Linked DNA regions of Sus scrofa: region 2 is linked to region 1. Evidence: chromatin contacts called from public Hi-C data. All regions are on one chromosome and are shown on one strand. The core of a region is the stretch at or near the end of the contact, and the rest is flanking DNA. Distances in the headings are between cores, read along the strand shown.

Region 1 (3,928 bases), core at 690-3,189:
GTGATGGCTCAGTGGTTAACGAACCCCACTAGCATCCATGAGGACTCAGGTTTGATCCCTGGCCTCGCTCAGCAGGTTAAGGATCCGTCATTCCCATGAGCTGTGGTGCAGGTCGGAGATTCAGCTCGGATCCCCCATTGCTATGGCTGTGGTGTATGCTGGCAGCTACAGCTCTGATTCGACCCCTAGCCTGGGAACCTCCATATGCTGCAGGTGTGGCCCTAAACAAACAAAAGACAAAAAAAAAAAAAAATTCTGTTGCAAATATAAATAAGTTCAAGTTATTTTTTCCCTCAGTACCCCATATTTTGAATCTTTGTGGAGGATTTAAAGGAGTTTTTGAATTCAAATGGTAGCAGTCCTGAGAAATGTTGCTGAGTAGTTCTGCTAGTCTTCAGTGGGATGGCTTATACTATTACACGCACACATAATAAGTTTACACTTATATATAAAATCCTACAATTTTTAGTACTATGGAATGCAAATAAATCTATATTTCCATTACACTTACAGTTGTTTACATGTTTAATGTGTATTTACCTGCACATAACTGTATTTACTTAATTTTTTACACACACATAACCACACACCTTACTATCTTTTCCTTGAATATAATCCATCAAATATAAATAAATGTTTTTAAGATACTCTCCCTCTCAGCGACTCCTTGTGTTTACAATCTGAGCCCACAGTAGGGCCTATTAGCACTTCTGCACAGCTGAGGCTGCTGGAATCTGTTGCTACAAGTTCACATGATACTCACCTGGTCATACAGAAATCCACAGATCAGTGAGGACATGTGAAGCTTGAGGCTAGTTTCAAGTCAAGCATGAACAGAGACGTTTTGTCTGTGGCGGGAAAAAAAAGAAACAGGGGACAAAAATTCTTTTTGAGGCCCTTTATAAGAAGCCTGTATTATAGGGTGTAATACAGTTGCTGGATGGAAAGGCCATACCAATCACTTTTCCTTTTTGGATTTACTGTACTTATGTAACGTGTAACTGTTGGCTATGACTGGTTTTCCTGATCCCTATCCAGCCATCTGCTCCTCAAGTGTAAGAAAGCTTCATGTGCTGTGCATTTGCCTTGCTCAACCCATTTGGCTAGATAGAAATTTTTTGGTGACTCTACGCACTTCTAACACGGCTTGTCACTCAGGGGCGCTAAAAGTGACTCAACTAACCTTTTAAGTTCATTCAGGGCTTTGAAGATTTCTGAGACCCTAGAGCGGGGTTTCCAAACCTCGGCACTATTTATAATGCTTTGTCATGGGGGCTGTTCAGTGCATTGTAGGATGTCCAGCAGGACCCTGGCCTACACCCACTAGATGACAGCAGCAGCCCCTCCCATTTATAACAACCAAAACAATGCTTCCAGACGTGATTAATAAAAGTCCCCTAGGGGAGCAAAAATCACATTCGGGAAAGATGTTGAAGAGGATGGACGGAAGAATTCTCCGGAAGGGGTGACAGCGGCGCCCAGAGCTAGGAGGAAACGGAAGCTACGGGCTGACCAGAGGCAACTTGAGGCCCCACGGGTGGAAACGCGGCTCTCGGGAAAGAGAGGAACGCCAGAGCCCGTGACTGGAGTGCCCCAGGCCTATGCCCTTCCCTAAACTCCTACGATAGCCTCAGGCCTGCCCGCCGCGCACAGAGTACTGCCCCTCTCATAGGTCGAACATACCACATGAATCCCGTTCCCCGCGGAGAAGACAGTACACAGCACGCAGCAAACCACCCCGCAACTCCTTCCTCACCAACACCCCGCGCTTCCGCTTCCGGTCTCGGGCTGGCAGCCAAAAGCTCCAGTTTCCGGTGTCTAGCCGCCCCCAAGCGGGGGGACACTGAGGGGCTGCGGTTTGAGGCTGCAGAAGGGCCGGCAGCCTCGCACCCTAGCCTCAGAAGAAGGGCTCTCGCTCGCATAGTGGTGGGCGGTGGGCTGGGTCAGCACCAGGGCCTGAGATCCGTTTTAAGGGGGCGGCTGTGGGCGTGTACCAGCTTGTGGGCGGAACCAAGCCTGGAGGGCAGGGTTGTGGGCGGACACCCATTTCGGAACCGGACTGAGGGCGGCACCGGATCTTGCGGATCTTGCGGACGGTTACTAGTCTCCTAGCCTGAAGGTAGGTGGAGACCAATTCCGAGGGCCGGTGTAAGGCGGGTTGGGGCTGGGTTGGCAGTGCAGGAGGAGTGTGGGAGAAAAACAGCCCCTTGAAGGCGGGACTTTCCACGGATTCCCCAGGCTGTACAAATATATGAACGCTGAAACAACTTTTCTTCAATCCTTCCTACTTGCGGAGCCTCACACAGTGCAGTAAAACAACATGCGCATATTCAAGATTTTTACTTTTGTGCTTGAGTGCAGTTCTTAATTTTTTTAATTGGATCATATATGCACATTTCTCTTTGACTTGCTGTCCCAAGCCAGTTAGGGAATCTAACGCTATTAATATTGGGGGCGGGGGAAGGGCTAGGTCATAGAAACATACAGGAAATCTTCAAACAGTGGTACTATTCTCACTCCCATATCTCCCAGTCCTTTTTTGTCTGGAGATAAACATCATTTTCTCCTTTATCCTTCCAGATAGGTCAAGTAAGTGTGTGTGTGTGTGTGTGTGTGTGTGTGTGTATACAAGCCGAAGAAGGATGGTCCCACGCAGAAACTAAAATCTGATGAATTGTCTCATGCATCTGAATCTACTGAAAAGAGATTTAAATCTATGCTGGAGGGAGATGGACCAGTGATTAATTGATAGGAATAAAACAAAGAAATGAGAATTTATCGGTTTGAACATCCAAAGAAAAAATGAGAAAGAGAATGTATTCATAATATCCTACACGATGCATCTAGATCAGATTCATATATCACAAAATGATAAATATTTAGATAATAAAACAATAGACATTGACTTTTGACTTATCCTAATTTATTATATAATTATATTATGCAAGGAGAATTATGGTTTAAGATAATAAGAGAACTATATACCCATATTTTTCGGAGAAGAAAACAAAAAAAAGCTGAAAAATATATAAGTAGCTAATTTAGAAATACAGAGTTACGGAAAACAAAGTTTTTTGTGGGGGGTCACAGTAAGGACTGGGGGATGTAGCTTTTCAGAAGGCATAAGGTATTATTTGAGTTTTATATGTATAGACACACACACACAGAAACCTGAATTTATATTTTAAAGGGATTATCAAACTCTAGGAAAAACTTTTAAAAAGGTTCACTTTGCAAAAATAGAATGTATTTTGAGAACCACAGATTTCAACCATTTAGAAAAAATCCTATAATCACGCTGATGGAAAAATGAATAGGATATTACTTTCCACAGTTCCTAGTAACAAGCATTTTATGAATATTTTCACAGCAATCCATAGGGAAGTTGCTATTATCTGTCTCCATTTCACAAATGAAGAAATTGATGGCAGCGTTTTGGAACATGTTCATATTTCATTCAAGTTGTCAGTAGATATCATTTTATTTCAAAATTGTTTATCAAACTTTATTTTCATTAATAAATGTTATTCTAACATAAACAAAGAGTATGTAAAAATGGTTTCATAAAATATAGTTTTCTTTTGTTGTAGTTAAATATATCGATCGCATTATTATTTTTTCTGCTTTCTGCCTCATATCTAGGAAGATATTTCCTATACTAAATGTTTACTAGTAAACTTTAGTAAGTATTCAAGAATTGGGAAAATCCAAACTTCCTAAACATGCACACAAAAAAATATTATAATAAAATATTTGATGCAAAAGTCTTTAATTATTAATGAATTAATCAATACAAATCATAATTAGGCAAGATTTACCTGTAGAAGAACAAATATTTATACTTCAGGAATTCATAAAGAAATTTTATTTTTTATTATTTATTTTTTTTGGCTTTTTGCCCCTTCTAGGGCCGCTCCTGCAGCATATG
Region 2 (3,928 bases), core at 1,038-3,537, 270 kb after region 1:
ACCTACTGCAAGCTGTGTACTGGACTAAGCTTAATGAACTCAAACAGTTGTTTTAAGTGTCTCCTTCAAAGGTCACCTCCTCAGAGAAGGCTTCCCTGACCACCTCAGCCAAAGTGCCATTGGTGTCCACATTATTGCCATCACAAAATGTGCCCCTCTCTGAAATGTTCTTATTTCTTCATCTACTGGGTTGGTTTGTTTTGTCTTTTTAGGGCTGCACCCTTGGCATATGGCAGTTCCCAGGCCAGGGGTCCAATCAGACCTGCAGCTGCCCATCTACACCACAGCCATAGCAACACAGGATCCAAACTGTGTCTATAACCTACACCGGGGCTCACGGCAATGCCAGATCCTTAATCCACTGAGCAGGGCCAGGGATCAAACCCACATCCTCACAGATATTACTCAGGTTCATAACCCACTGAGCCACAATGAAAACTCTGAAATGCTCTTATTTCTTTGTCTACTGGTTTGACCATGTCTGCCTTCTACTCATTGGTCATCTCCAGTGCCTGGCCCTGTGTCTGGCAGAGAGTTGCTGCATTCATTTCTCAGTCCCTATTCTGTGTAAGAGCAGGGTAAGAGAGCCAGGTCTCTTGCTCCCCAGACACTGGTCTGAAAGAACCCATGATGGGAATCAGAGATATTTAAAGGCTAGATATCTGTGAAGACCACAGAGGCTTGGACTTGGAAGAGGCCAAACTCAAGGCTGGATGCAAGGATAGGGTGGCTGCAGGCTGGACTTGGCTCTGAGGCTGCTGGAATGGGAGAGCGAATCAAACTTGGCCCAACAACTGGAGATGGATTTCATTAAGTCTTCACAACAAACCTATGACCTAAGTCCAATAATTACCTCCATTGGATTGGTGAGGAGACTGAGGCTCAGAGAGGGGCAACTACTTGCCCAAGATCTCACAGCTAAGACGGACAGTGTCAAGATTTGAACTTCATCTAGTGAGTGGTTCTGGGACTGAAAAGACCTGGGTTCTTTTAGGTCCTGACTCTGTTGCTGATGCTGTATCTCCTGGGACAAGTCACTGAGCTTCTCTGGACCTCATCCTTCCCCTCTGTCAGATAAGTTTGCAAAGCTAGTGGACTGTGTCTGCTGAGGGGTTTCCTGAGAAGAAGCTCCCAGGTTCAATTCCTCCAGCAAAACTTGCCCTGGGCTCAACCTTTCCACACCCACCCAGCCTCCTTTATTTGAGGGCAGGAAACTGAGGGAAGAAAAGTCAGAGGACCCTAACTCCCCACAGTATCATCTCAGTACAGCTGCTTCACTCTCTGGGCCTCGGTTTTTCTCTTCTGTATAATGGGGGTTCCAGCTCTTACACGCATAAATAAGAATGAGTTGATAAATATTAGCTTTTAGTTTAATTACTGTCATCAGCATATAGAGCTGTTGACAAGGTTTGATGAGACAAGGCACAGCCAGTGCCTGGCATACAGTAAGCACTCAACAAATGCTCATTAGTTTGTTGTTGTTGTTGTTGTTGTTGTTTTAGGTTAAATGTGGAGCCTAAGAAATGCATTCATTTTTCTTCACTTACCACAGAGAAGCTCCCATGTGCCCTTCAGTACTTGCATGGCCCTGTACCGAGGCCAGGTTCTAAGCCCAGCTCTGATCTTTAGTTGTTTTGTAGCCCTGGGCAAAAGACTAGACCACTCTGAGCCTTGATTTCTTCATCCATATAGCAGGAAACATTTTTAGTACTTCTACCTAATATTGTCCCTAGAGGACAAAATGAGCTAATCCTATAAATTCTGGCTATCCCGTTTTGAGCACCCTCTAACAGCCAGGCACTCTGCTAAGCAAGTGCCTGTGTTATTCTATTTACAATTTCCTCTGAAAAGGAGGTTGGGGAAGGTGACTTGTCACTTACTGATCGCCTACTGTGTGCACAGCGCTTTCCTCATTTGCCACCTCCGGAATCCTCCCAACAGCCCCATTAGGTTGGCGCTGGGATGACCCGGTTTCATGGATAAGAAAATCCAACTCAGAGAGACACCTACTGTGTGTCCGACTCCGGGGGACCTCCTGCCGTCTCCGAAAGGGAAATTGCGATCCCTTAGTCCCTGGGAAGGCTGAGGCCGAGGGTCCGACTCCGGCGGTCCCGCCTGGGGGTCAGGCTCGGGCCTCAAACTAGGGGCCGGCCCGCGGATCGGCACCCCCTGGTCCCATCCTCTCGCCCGTGCCTACCTGATCCGCGGCCGGGCCGGGCAGCCGCGCAGGCCCCTCCGCTCGCCCCGGCCCTGGTCCCGGCCCGGCCGGTCCCGTCAGCGCCGCTAGCTCCGCTCCGCCGGCACCTGCGTCCGGACACCGCCCGCCGAGCCGACGGTGCCACGGACCAATGGCGACCGCCTCTCGTCTATGCTGGCCAATTGCCTTGCACGTCCCGCCCTAGGAGGCGGGGTCAGAGGCGACAGGGACGTCCTGGGCCGCACAGGCTCCGCGGCGCAGGAGCTACTGGCTCCGCCCCTGCTGCGTCCTGGCTCCGCCCCAGACTCGGCCCCGCCCCATCCTGACTCCGGGTACCCGCGGGGCTGGTGGCGCCACCTGCAGACGACTAGAGCTTGCTGATAAATAAAACCGTTACAAAATTCAGCTTGACACAGGCAAAGGGATTTGTAAGTGTCAATCACCTCCTTTAAGCTCCTTATCAGTCCTGGGGGAGGGATGAAACATCCGATCACATTTTACAGAGAGGAAGCAGAAGTCTAGAGAGGGGACCTGGAAGGTCAAAGCCAATCTCATTTATTCATCATTCACATTCATTAATGCATGTAATAGATTCATTCACTAGATGTAAAAAACATCCATTGAGAGGGTCTATTACGAGTGGGACACTGTGCTAGGCGCTGTGGACGCAATGCTGAGTAACGCAAATATTATTGCCTTCTGGAACCTCAACCTAGGGAGTGAGACAGACATTAAACAGCCAGTTACGTAATTATTTAACTACGAAGGTGGTAAATTGTAGTAAGTGAGGGAGGCATATCATGGACTATTTGGAAAGTCCAAAAATACTTGAACTGACAACTAAGGTGTGAGTAGAGGTTCACAAGGAGAAAAGAGGGGGAAAGAATCCTAGGTAAATTTCAGCACATGCAAAGAGCCTGAGGTGGGATGGAGAATTGTCTCAATACTCCTTTCTCCCCCTTCCTCACCTTTGCTGAATATGTAAATCAGCTCAATTACATTAGGTAAGTTCTTTCATGTTGTACTTATATTTTTCAAAAGTGAAATGATAAATTATAACATTTTTAAAAAGATCACCTATAGAAGGAAGTAGAATAGAGGAAACAAAGATAGAAGCTAGATACTTTTTTTTATTGTTTTATGGGCAGACCAAAGGCAGAGGGAAATTCCCAGGCCAGGGATCAAACCCACACCACAACAGTGACAATGCTGGATCCTTAGCCCACTGGGCCACAGGAGAACTTCATGGCCTTTTTCTCATGGTAGCAAGATGGTTGCTGTGGCTCCAGGCATCACATCATCAATGAAGGCAGGAAAAAGGGAGTGGCATGGAGGTCTCAGCCCTGCCTGTCTCTTCTATAAGATGATGGTTGATAAATGATGATATTTCTAATTCCATCTTTTCGTACTTCCTTACTAGTTTAACAAGGTTCCCCAGGGTGGCATTTTCTTGAAATTTTACCTGTCCCAGTTCTGAAATCAACCATTTCTCCAAGGACTTTTCCTTCTTTTCAGTGGAGAATACTATTTAGAAACCAAGATCAGGGTGTCAGTTGTGCTCATTACTACCATTAATTCTTTTTTTTTTTTTTTTAGGGCTGCACCCATGGCATAGGGAAGTTACCAGGCTAGGGGCTGAATTGGAGATGTAGCCACAGCAATGCCAGATCTGAGCTGCTTTTGCAACATACACCACAGCTCACGGCAACACTGCATCCTAAACCCACTGAG

Evidence for each region. Hi-C and Micro-C count contacts between places; a contact is called where the count stands out from the background.
Region 2: a Hi-C map of heart right ventricle shows a contact between it and region 1, with 5 times the contacts expected there. The contact joins the promoter of MARCH2 here to the promoter of ZNF558 in region 1. A contact is called at or near these places in 3 of 47 Hi-C or Micro-C datasets (embryonic fibroblasts, heart right ventricle and subcutaneous adipose tissue).

What each region holds. Positions count from the first base shown.
Region 1 is chr2:70,603,507-70,607,434 of Sscrofa11.1, forward strand. It overlaps ZNF558 (zinc finger protein 558), which reads right to left and starts at 1,940. Exons shown (of 8, transcript XM_003123168.4): 1 at 1,684-1,940; 2 at 764-848.
Region 2 is chr2:70,875,111-70,879,038 of Sscrofa11.1, forward strand. MARCH2 (membrane associated ring-CH-type finger 2) reads right to left here and starts at 2,288. Exons shown (of 5, transcript NM_001244915.1): 1 at 2,198-2,288.